Linked DNA regions of Mus musculus: regions 1 and 3 are each linked to region 2. The links are chromatin contacts, called in public Hi-C maps. All regions are on one chromosome and are shown on one strand. The core of a region is the stretch at or near the end of the contact, and the rest is flanking DNA. Distances in the headings are between cores, read along the strand shown.

Region 1 (3,710 bases), core at 160-2,659, 380 kb before region 2:
TAGAACTTGTTATATAGACCAGAACTTGCAGTAGTCCTCCTGCCTCTGACCCCAGCGTGTATTTGAACTTCAACTCCCACAGTAAATGGTACAACTACACTTTGGAATCAGCCATGGGGTAGATTTCCTCTTACTCCACAACGAGGTAAATGGAAAGACCACATCACTTCTCAGGTTCTTTCTGAACACATTTCAGGCCTGGGCAGACCTTCTCACATCAAAGTGGGAGTGTCCGGGAACCCTTGCACCCTGAACTCAGTTGAATACCAAGCAACATCCAGATGGACTGAGAACATGTGCTTACGAAGCAAGAGTCAGCTAAGCAAGGAAAAACAAACGCCCTCAGCACTCAGGAAGCAGAGGCAGGAGGATCACTGCAAGTTCATGACCAGCCGGGTCTACCTAACAAGTTCCAGACCAGCCAAGGCTACAATAGCGGTGGGGGCGGGGGTGGGGGGTGGAAAGCTGGAGGAACAGAAGTTCAAGAGTACCCTCAATAGATTAAGTCCCAGGCCAACTTGGACTGCATGGTATTCTGTCATGAAAAAACAGAACGTAAAAGAAATGTCTTTTTAAATGTAAAAACGAGAGATAGCAGAGAGCTTATTGGTGATTTCTGTGGTGGTCCACACAGAGAGAAGTCACGAAATGCAATGGAGCTGCCCATAAGCCAAGGGAAGACTTCAGAATAAAACCTTACCAGGCCCTTGGTCTTGGGTTTCTAGCCTACAGAGCTGTGAGTAAGAAGTTGCCAGTGCGCCGGGCATGATGGCACACGCCTTTAATCCCAGCACTTGGGAAGCAGAGGCAGGCGGGTTTCTGAGTTCGAGGCCAGTCTGGTCTACAAAGTGAGTTCCAAGACAGCCAGGGCTACACAGAGAAACCCTGTCTCGAAAAAACCAAAAAAAGAAAAACAAAAGAAAAAAACAAGTTAAGTGCCAGTGCCTGAGCCCTTCCATTTGTGTTTATTTATTTTATTACTGCATCCCAGAAAGGCTAAGCTCTCTGCACTTCAGGTCCTGGTAGCACCCCGCTGTTTCACCCTGACTTACTACTTCCTGTGGACTTCTCAGCTCTTCTATCAACAATTCCTGGCATTAACCTCGCTCTGTTTGGAGTAGTTTTTGTACTGATATCCTTTTTCTTGGTTGGACCTGTTGTGACTGACTGCCCTCTAAGCAGAGCCACTGCCATCATGGGGAAACTCCAGCCGGTGCCCCTTTGCACAAGGATCACCCATCCCAGCTGGGGTTGTTGACACAGGGGGCCTGGGGATGGTCACCAAGGCCCCCATCTTGAGTATTCAGTTGTTCCCTAGCACTTGTTATATGCAACCACGCCTTAATTGTACACAGCTTCTGGGAGGGGCTAGAGTATAGGGGGCGGGGCTCATCCTTGCTGGATAAAGCCTTTCCAGGTACAGCCTGTTGCCCAGAGCAGCAACCACACCCTGTAAGTGACTCGTCATCCCTGAAGCACAATAGACTTGCTGGTTCCCCAGTTTTTCTTTGGAGCCTTAGAAGGGGCATATGTTCTTTCTCCTTCTGGGAAGAAGTTTTAGCAACAGGACCACTTATCATTCTTGCAGGCATTCCATGAGCTGTCCTCCATTTAATTATAGTCATGGGAAATACAATGTGATACCTAAGATTGAATTCTAAATCAGCGCTGCGAATGCATCTCAGTGGGTAGCACTTGGTTGGTATAAGATGTCAGCACTGCAAAAAAAATAAAATAAAAAAATAAAAAACAATTATACTGGCCCACATTTGAAGCTTGATTGCATCCATTTGCCAACGGTATTGTATTAGTTTCCCCATGCCTCATTTTTCTCATCTGCAGAATGGGGACAATCCCAAAAAGCCATCCAACAGAGCAAAGAGTTTTTGCCTTAGGTGTGAACCAATAAAATAGGAGAAAGGACAGAGGCTGGAGAGAAGGTGACAGTGTAACTTCCAGTGTTCTCATAATTCACAAGGTAGATGGGTGCTCTCTGGCAACACTATGGTCTCTTGGGATGTGGCCTAGAGATATGATTATAGTCCTCCACAATGCTCAGAGCAGTGACTAGAAAGTATGGAACTCTTCATAAGTCACAGTGTTCTTGGTTTTGTAATTCCACAGAATTCCTTACATGAAGCCTGTCCTTTCTTCCACGCCTCCCAAGGCGAGCCCTGATCTTGTCTTTGGTGTCTGAGCTTTTTCCAAAGGATTTGGAACTCCTCTTCCCTTCCCTCCTCCCTCTTACACACCCAACGTTGACCCTAGTGTTTGACCTGATCTCTCATCCAAAGGAAGTGCTCAGAACTCCAGAACAAAGGTCAACAGGCCATTCCGGTAAAGGGCTAGGCACTCACTGTCCCTAACAGGTCCAGCAGTTGGAACATTGTCCTTCCTTGTTCTTTCCAGCATAAAAACGAATCCATCGGTAACAATTCCGTGGAATAAAGGCACAACAGAAGTGCACAAGTTCCTTCCTCTTGCATGATCCTCTTAGCGTCCGTGCATTTGTGCGTGTGCACTGCGGGTCCTCAACCTGTGGCTGAAGTGTTTCCCGTGCGGTGGCTCTTTCTCCAGAGAGGCTGCGACGTCAATCTACAAGAATGCAAAGGAGGAGGAGGGAGGGTTGCCAGCCAGTCTCTGTTCCCAGAAACCACGCCTGCTGCACTGAGATCTGGCGTCCCTGATGATTTCCTTCCTCATGTGCATCCTCTATCCTCCTCCTGTTTCACATGCAGAGGCCCCTGAGCCGTGCTGGAGATGGTGCCCTTCTCCCCTGGTCCCCCTGCCGGTCCCCTTTCAAAGGGTCACGGGAGGATTCTGCCACCCTCTTCTCTGGTCTCTGCAAGAACCGCTGTCAAGGCTAACCCAAATCTGTTTCAGTGAACTTTCTAGAGAGAAAGGTTGTCGCCATTAAGTGCCTAGGAACGCGTAAAACAGGCAGTCCCTTTGCGATGGAAGCCTAAAATAACTAGCTGACCTAATTTTCACCCTCTGTGGGGAGCAGAGAACCATTGGGGGTGGAAAGACCTTGTCCTCGGTTTCCTGGTGACAATGTTTTCTAGTCTAGACCTATTCCCTTCCTTCCTCTTTTATCATTGTTCTTCCTTATTCCTCAGTCAAATCCTTAAGAACCTGGAAATGGGTCAGGCAGTGGTGGCGCACGCCTATAATCCTAGCACTTGAGAGGCAGAGGCAGGCAGATTTCTGAGTTCGAGGCTAGCCTGGTCTACAGAGTGAGTTCCAGGACAGCCAGGACTACACAGAGAAACCCTGTCTCGAGAAACAAAACAAAACAAAACACCCCAAAGAACCTAGAAATGAAGCCTATCCGGTAGAGGACCTCTTAGCCTATGCATGAGTGTGGCGCGTGCGTCCACGCACGCGCGCGCGCACACACACACACACACACACACACACACACACACACACACACACACGGCAGGAGGATCAGAAGTTCAGGGGTCATCCCTGACTACATAGTGATATCCAGCAGCCTGAACTACAATGAGATTCTGTTTCAAAAGGGACTGAAATTGTCCCCTTAATTGTCACAACTTGTGGGTTGTGACCCCTTAAGAGGTCAAATGACCCTATCACAGGGGTCACCTAAGACCATGGAAAATACACATACTTACATTCTGTTTCACAATAGTAGCAAAATTACAGTTATGATGTAGCAACAAAAATAACTACAGTTGGGGGGTCAC
Region 2 (3,663 bases), core at 684-3,183:
CCTTACCAAGTAACTAGCAGAGATCCCTTGAAAGAGGAGTGAACCTGTAGGATCTGCTCATATCAGCCCTACCTGTCAGGGGACATTCACACCCTCACCTCCCAGGGCCAGGGCAGTAGGGGAGAAGGAAAAGCAGAGAATAAACGCTCTTCAGCCTGTCCTGAGGGGTGCAGGTGGGAGAAACGGGACAGCCCATTGCTCCCACTGTGTCTCTGCGCACAAGCCTAATAGCTAATTCTGGCTCTAACATACCAATGCTTGCTCCCTGCCTCAGTTAACCACAAGAAAAAGACATTTTGCCCCAGGGAAAGGGAGGACAAGATGGCTTGAGACAATCAACTAGGAGGGCAGCAGATTAAATGGAGTCTTCTTGGGGGAGGGGGGGGCACACTGATCAGAGAGGACAAGAATAGGAAGGAAAGCTGAGACTGTATCCCCACAGATGACCCCATCACCCATCTGGGAACAAGTGCCACAGCCTCTTGAAGTTCATCCTTCAACACCATCCGGTCCCCTAGGGACTTTCCCTGGGCCTCCAGCAAGGCTGCCACATGGCACAGACACCGAGAAACTTCCTCCGCTACTAAAAGCCACCTCTCATTATTTTCCTGAACCCACAGAACTGACCCATCACCCCTTCTACCCAGCAGTTCTTAGCAGTTTCCTCCTGACCGATGCCAGAACCCTGCAGGTGTCTACCACTCTGGCTCCCCAAGCCTGCTGAAATTGTTAACTCCCTGTGTCCTCAGGGATGAGGAGAAAGGCATGCTGGGTGGGAATCCACACCAGAGAGGATCAGGGAGCTACAGAGCAAGACTAGCCCCTGTTCGCACAGCCGGGGGTGGGGGTGAGGGTGTGGGGGGGGGGGGCTGGTGGTGAGATTATGCCTGGGAGGCCAGCTTGTGTAATGACCAAGTGACTTCTGGCAAGTCAAATGCACCCCTGGACCTCAGTTTCCCCAGTATCTTCAACCAAACCCAAAGTTTCTTTCAAGTTGAGATTGGAAGCAGATCCTGACTTTAAAAATATAGAGAGAAAGGTGGTGTCCTTTGCTCCCAGGAACCTGCCGCCTTGAAACTCAGACTGTCCATCTTAGAATCAGACCCACACACAATCCATCACTGATGCTGTGGTCACGGAACCGGTGAAGTAGATCGCCTCCTCCCAGCCCTGCCCATTGCGTGGGCAGCAGAGCCCTGGGGAGTCCCTAGATGGGTGGGGGTGGCACTGCCCTGAGAGGAACTCCCACCTACTCAGACAAGAGGCAGGGACACCCCCACCCCAGGCAAGCCTCCCGCCCACCTCCATTCCGGCATCCCGTAAAGACAGGTCTCCTAAGCCAAGGCCCTTCCTAGTGGGCGGGCGTCTTAGCCCACCCTTCCTTAGGTACATGCCGAGAGACAGCCAATGTGCTCCGCATGTGGCGCAGTCTCCCTTACTACCATCTCTCCAGTCCAGTCCCAGGTCGCCGAAAGCTCTCAAGCAAGCTATCCCTCCCCGCCCCCTCCCTGGTCCAAGACCCGGATTCTCTCATCCCTTCTACCGGCAGCTCACCGCATCTGCGCCCTCACGGCCACTGCCAACCCCAGGCGAGGAGCTCGGGCTACCAGGATCAGTGACAGACAACACTCTACCTGAGAGGAGACTGCGGGTGGGTCCTCCTCCTCCTTCTTTTTAGCGGCCTGGTAAAGCCAGCTCCACCTGGCAAGGGACTGTCAGCAAATTCCCCTCTGCATCACCGCGGGAGCGGCATCCCGGCTCCTCCCAGTAGGAGTCAACCTTGGCCCCGCCCAACGCTGCTCTGACCTGTGGGGGAACCCGGGCTAGATAAGCAGGGACCAAGGCTCTGCCCTGGAAATCCTGTAGTTATCAGAAACCATGACCATCGCGAATGCACAAGGCTGCCGCTCCCTGGCTGCGGTTTGCAACAACTGAGGTTCTCTGGGCCTTGGCAGCTGCCTTGTCCACCCACCTTCTCCCACGCTTCAAACTCTCCTCTGAGGCCTCCTAGCCCAGCTAGTCAGAAGCAAGGAAACACATTCAACCTCACCAAGGTAGCACTGTGCCACACCCTAGGACCATATCCGGGCATGGCTCAGTGCTGACTCCTTCTTCAACAAAAGAAAGGTTTATAAATTGACCAGAACCCCACCCAGGAGGCCCACAGGAACGCGATAAGTCCGGTCCATTCTGTCAGGACCACACTCCTCAAGTGGGTCTCAGGCTTCACCAAAGACCTGCCAACCATGCTTTTTTTTTGGGGGGGGGGGGTTTCGAGACAGGGTTTCTCTGTATAGCCCTGGCTGTCCTGGAATTCACTTTGTAGACCAGGCTGGCCTCGAACTCAGAAATCTGCCTGCCTCTGCCTCCCAAGTGCTGGGATTAAAGGCGTGCACCACCACGCCAGGCTCGAGACAGGCTTTTAATTGGGGGCGAATGCCATGTGTTTACCCCAAGACCACAATGCAAAGTAAGAGCTTCGGCAGCAACAGCCCCCAACTCCCTCCAGGGCTCCGGCACACTTATTTAGTAAACATTTTATTATGGAGCCACTACTGAATAATGTTTTATAATGGTGGGATATTGTCAGAGCTGTTAACAATATGAAAGACCATGGAGGAAGCGTGTGAGACAGGACCAGGAGACACTGGAGGGGGAAGAAGATATCTATGTCTTCCTGCGTTTTCATAGCCTGTAGCACTTATACCCTTGCCAGCCCGTGCTAGGTCTCCCCATGCCATGTTCCTGTCTCCCCACCATCAGCCACTCCCTGAGAGCTCAAGGCTGAGACGATCTAGACAGGCTCTGTCGAGGTGTAACCTGGTGTGTTTCCGCCCATTCATTTGCTTATCCCCTCGAGGGCGCAGGAAAGCTTTGACCATCACTAATTCTACCGCTGCTGGGATCTGAGTTCTAACCCTGCCTCTGCTGCCGTCCTGCTGGACTGTGGTCAGTAACTCAATCCCATCTTTGTTTTGCCTCTGCAAGAAGACATGGCTAGTTGAGGTCTAAGTCTCTCTAACAGTCTCATCGGGCTTCTCAATAAGGGGTAATGGGTATGGAGACAAAACAGGTAAGTATAAGAATCTTGTTTAAGGATTCTTGAGCTGGGGCTGGAGGGATTGCTCAGTGGTTAAGAACTCTAGCTGTTCTTCCAGAGGACCTGGGTTCAACTCCCATACACGTAAATGGCAACTCATAACCATCTGTAATGCCAGTTCAGACGGGATCCAACACAAGACATGCAAGAAGGCAAAATAAAAATGCACATAAGATAAAAATAAATAGTTAGTTTTAAAGATAAATATTAAAAAATAAAAAAGAACCCCCAGGATAGATTACACCTTTGCTCCTAGCACTTGGTTGCCAGAGAAAGGGGGATTACTGTGAGTATCACACACACACACACACACACACACACACCGGTCTAAAGGAAAAAAAACAGTCCTCAGTGTCTGAACTTAGGTACCAGCTAGACCACCTAAGCACAGGGACCTCTCTGCAATTCCTAATTACACATGTAGAATGGAGTAAATAATAATGACCTTATTATTTACAGGGTCCGTCATGAGGATTAATTATATGTTTTGTGAACAGTGACTGTCATCATTGCTCCCCCATCATTGAACTTGCTATTGCTAGGTCATACAAAAACAAAACGAA
Region 3 (3,516 bases), core at 110-2,609, 300 kb before region 2:
AAGAAAATTTAACATTTATGTTTTTAAATTTATGAAAGTGTCTAGCCAAAAGAAGAAATGTAAAGTTATGCAAATTGGTGGTGATTCACGGAGAAAACATGCTCTAGAAGGACTATGTTCTAGGACACCGTTCCCAGACTCCACTGAGGAATGATGGAACAAGACAAAGAGGTTTAACATTGTGGAGCTTAAAACCAGGAAAGGCAGACAAAACCCAGCACTGCTTCCTGGGAGTAGGAGGCTGGGGAGGGAGCATTTTTATTTCTATTAAAGTTGCATGTTCCTATATTGGTTTTTTAATAGAGCTTTAAAATAATTCATTAAGCATATTAAATCCTGCTTAAAATGAGATTCAAAGTGAGATGGTCTGTGCTGCTGTTAGGAGAAGAGTGCTGCTCAGAAAGCTGCAGCCAGCCAGGGAGGAGGAGCTACAGTTCTGCTCGCCTTTACTGCTCCGTTTCCTTCCTCCTGGCCAGCCTTCCCGTGTCCCCTAGAATTACTGTCATTGTTGGCTCTCTTTCACTGTCAATATCAAGTAAGAGCAGGTGAGTAGAAGAGTCCGGGGAAGTTCTGAAAAGCCCACCAAATCCGGAGAGCTAGCTTGTCCTTCATGCATCACTGACCACATTCTGTAGTGGATTTTAGATCCAAGACCTTTTTAATGAATCAAAATATCCATAAAAATCAACTAAGATGTTTAAAAAAATTCCAGAACTGCAATTGGATGTAAAATAATTTAGTGCTTTGTGTACAGTGTTTTTCACGTGTAGTTGGATGCTACCACCATGGCCACATCAAAGACAAAGTGAGTTGGATACATGCATTTAACAGGTGGCTTTTACAGGGACTGCACAACGCACTTCCATATGGAAAACTTCACTGCACTTGGCTTCTAAAGAACCTAGGTAAATTCTGTTACTGCTGTAGAACTTGGGTAGGCTGAAGTTTAATTAAACTCAGGTTTGGCCTGTTTGAATTAACCCAGCAATAGACTTGCTAATGAGGTGTTAAATGATCCAGCAACTAATTTAGGAGATGGCAAGTGCTGTCTTTGAAGAAGCATCTGTATGATCTTGTAGAGAACTGCATGCTACTCAGGACGTTTGACCCACCTTAGCACTGCCTTCCGAGCCCAGGAGCGATTGCTTCCTGCTTTGTCCTTTATTACTGTGTTTTAATGAAGATTGTTTAGAAACCTATCCAGATCAGTGGGGGAGAGGAGGCAATGAGCCAAGCCCAGCGATTAGAAGAGGAGAGAGGCAGAGCGAATTTTCTGGTGAATGGTTTCATCCCTACCTTGCACATTTGAGCAGTTACTCCAGTGCTGAGCTCTAGGCCAGACCCCCTGTCCTGTGCCTTAGTGCCTAGAGCACTGCTGTCAAGACATGTTTGTGTCAGCATTTATCAGGGACCAGCTCTGTGCTGGAGTTGAACAAGATGTGCTCTGTGCCTTTGAAAACAGCCTTTGAGTGGCTCCGTGAGATGCCTGGGAAGAACTAGTCTCGACAAGAAACTTTCTCCTTGGTTCACCTTGCTCCTTTCTTAATTCTCTGCGCCCTTCTCTCTGCCTTCTCTGCCTTACACACCATGTCCTCTATGAAACTTAATGTGTAAATTATTTGAAGCAAAGATCTAACCTGCTTAAGCAAACTTTAAGTGAGTCGCCCCCGCCCCCGTGGAGTCTTTTATCGCTTACCAAAAATTAAAGGAAAAAAACTCCTTCATTGTCTAACACAAAGGCCTTTTAGCCAACGGCTTTAACTTTTTAAAATCAATAAGCATTAAGACTGCTTTACAGGTGAGGAAATTTGAGCCCACATGTGGGCCAAGTCCTCTCTGTACCTTGTTCCAAATAGGATGTGGTTTTTTAGTCCATCTGCTTCTACTTCGGGCCATATTTAATGTTTTATTAAAGCAAACTGTTTTATGACCTATTTCTAATTTTCTTATTCTGTTCAGCTAATTTTCCACAAAACACCCAATTTTTCTAGTGAATACTCAGCATGACAGATGACAGGGTGGGGGTGGGGATTTGACCGCCTACTTCCTCTCCCTGACTCAGCAACCGGTTCACCAAGAGCTTTTCCTTCTTCCACTCTCATCTCCTTTTTAAAATCCAAATGCAAATAAGTTTTTTATAGTAGGAAACTCATTTTTGTTTCTTCTTTCAGTCAGTTTGAAACTGGCTATTAAGATGCCCACAAGCATCAGACTTTAAGCTAGTTTTTGAACAGAAGTACACTTGGCCATAAAATGGAACTTTGTTCTTAGTAGAAAACCTAAAGAAGGCACTTGGGTTCCCCTGGGGTAGGCATGGAGCCCTGAACCAGAGGCCCCTCATTTGGAAATGTGGTTGCATGCTGTGGGGAGGCTAAGCTCTTAAATATTCAAAGGTTAAAGCAGGTAAATTTCCTTAGCTCTATTTTAATTATTTGGAAGCTTTATCTTATAGTCAGATTTTTTTCTCTACAGTTTTGTGTTCATTTATTTGAGCTAACACACAGTTTCGCTTTCTACTCATCGTTTTGGGTTTGTGACCGATGTGGCCTTGTCTGTGGTGAAGAACATACCTGACTTTGCACACCACCACATGATTGACTGGCATTGCTTCTTTTCTCCCAGAAGAGTTGGTCACAGGAGTCCTTCATCTTTATGAATCTGTTGTTGCACAACTACTTTGTATATGCCAGTAACGAGATACTGAGACCAGTTATCTTCTGACAGCTTAATAACCAGAAATGAGAATATGCCTAAGGGTTGAATCTGTATTAATTGTTTCCTGTGATTTTTCTCATTCTCTAAACGTTTGATCTGTATGCTCCTGTCATCTACTTCCACCGTATTAAATGTTAAAGAAGAAACTTTATCAAGGATGCTTTTACTTTAAAAAAAAATTTTTTTTTGTACCGATGGGCAGTGAACCCAGGCTTTGCACATAGTAAACCAGCTCCCTGCCCCTGAGCTCCACCTCCAACTCCGTGACGCTTCTTTACTACAGTAAAGCAAGAGAGACTTCATCGGTGCAGAGACCACTGCTACAGTGAGCCTTAGGTACGAGCGATTAATTGAGTTCAGTTGTGACTCCAACCAGGAAATACGGGAGTTTGTTGTTAAAGAGCAGGATTCAAGTGTGGAGAGGAACTATCAGGGTAAGGGTGCTCTTTACCTTCAGAGTCTTTGCTGAAGGCAGATAGCAAAGAGATACCACAGCCAGGGGATTTTCTCTAATCTGATTTGTCAAGTTTCCAGCGCAAACTGGACTCCTCAAAGACAGGGGAATCTAATGTGTGACTTGGTCAGAAAAGACTTGTAAGTTGTTAATGTCAGTTTGGTGCCAGAAGAGACTCTCCCTCAGTGACACAAGACCTCCTGAAAGCACACTCTTGGAGTCCCTGCTTACATCAGAGGCATGGTAACTTGGTAGTGTTTGGCCTTGTTCATATGCAGGAGAGCTTCAAAATAAGGTACAAGAGCAACCTAATGTGAGCCATTGCTGTGGTACTTGTTAAAAATGAT

The links. A called contact is a pair of places that touch in the nucleus more often than the background predicts.
Region 1: a Hi-C map of embryonic stem cells shows a contact between it and region 2, with 2.8 times the contacts expected there. The contact joins the enhancer-like site here to the promoter of Tmem63c in region 2. A contact is called at or near these places in 2 of 39 promoter capture datasets (cranial neural crest and stem cell-derived epiblast-like cells) and 2 of 484 Hi-C or Micro-C datasets (the Ba/F3 cell line and embryonic stem cells).
Region 3: a Hi-C map of embryonic stem cells shows a contact between it and region 2, with 2.1 times the contacts expected there. The contact joins the enhancer-like site here to the promoter of Tmem63c in region 2. A contact is called at or near these places in 9 of 39 promoter capture datasets (the C10 cell line, cranial neural crest, embryonic stem cells and 5 more) and 3 of 484 Hi-C or Micro-C datasets (embryonic stem cells and rod photoreceptor).

The regions. Positions count from the first base shown.
Region 1 is chr12:87,407,015-87,410,724 of GRCm38.p6, reverse strand. It overlaps Gm33444 (a long non-coding RNA gene), which reads right to left. Exons shown (of 3, transcript XR_381803.4): 2 at 2,358-2,595; 3 at 1-1,718. Among named protein-coding and RNA genes, the nearest start is that of Sptlc2, 21 kb to the right of the region's middle. Within about 2 kb of position 1,409, at least 144 of the 459 cell types and tissues checked have an H3K27ac peak or open chromatin away from gene starts, as enhancers often do. A contact at or near this core is called in embryonic stem cells, where this site is marked.
Region 2 is chr12:87,024,562-87,028,224 of GRCm38.p6, reverse strand. Tmem63c (transmembrane protein 63c) reads right to left here and starts at 1,933. Exons shown (of 24, transcript NM_001361704.1): 1 at 1,635-1,933.
Region 3 is chr12:87,329,019-87,332,534 of GRCm38.p6, reverse strand. All of the region lies in intron 9 of Sptlc2 (serine palmitoyltransferase, long chain base subunit 2), which reads left to right. Among named protein-coding and RNA genes, the nearest start is that of Ism2, 31 kb to the right of the region's middle. Within about 2 kb of position 1,359, at least 45 of the 459 cell types and tissues checked have an H3K27ac peak or open chromatin away from gene starts, as enhancers often do. A contact at or near this core is called in embryonic stem cells, hematopoietic stem and progenitor cells and pre-B cells, where this site is marked.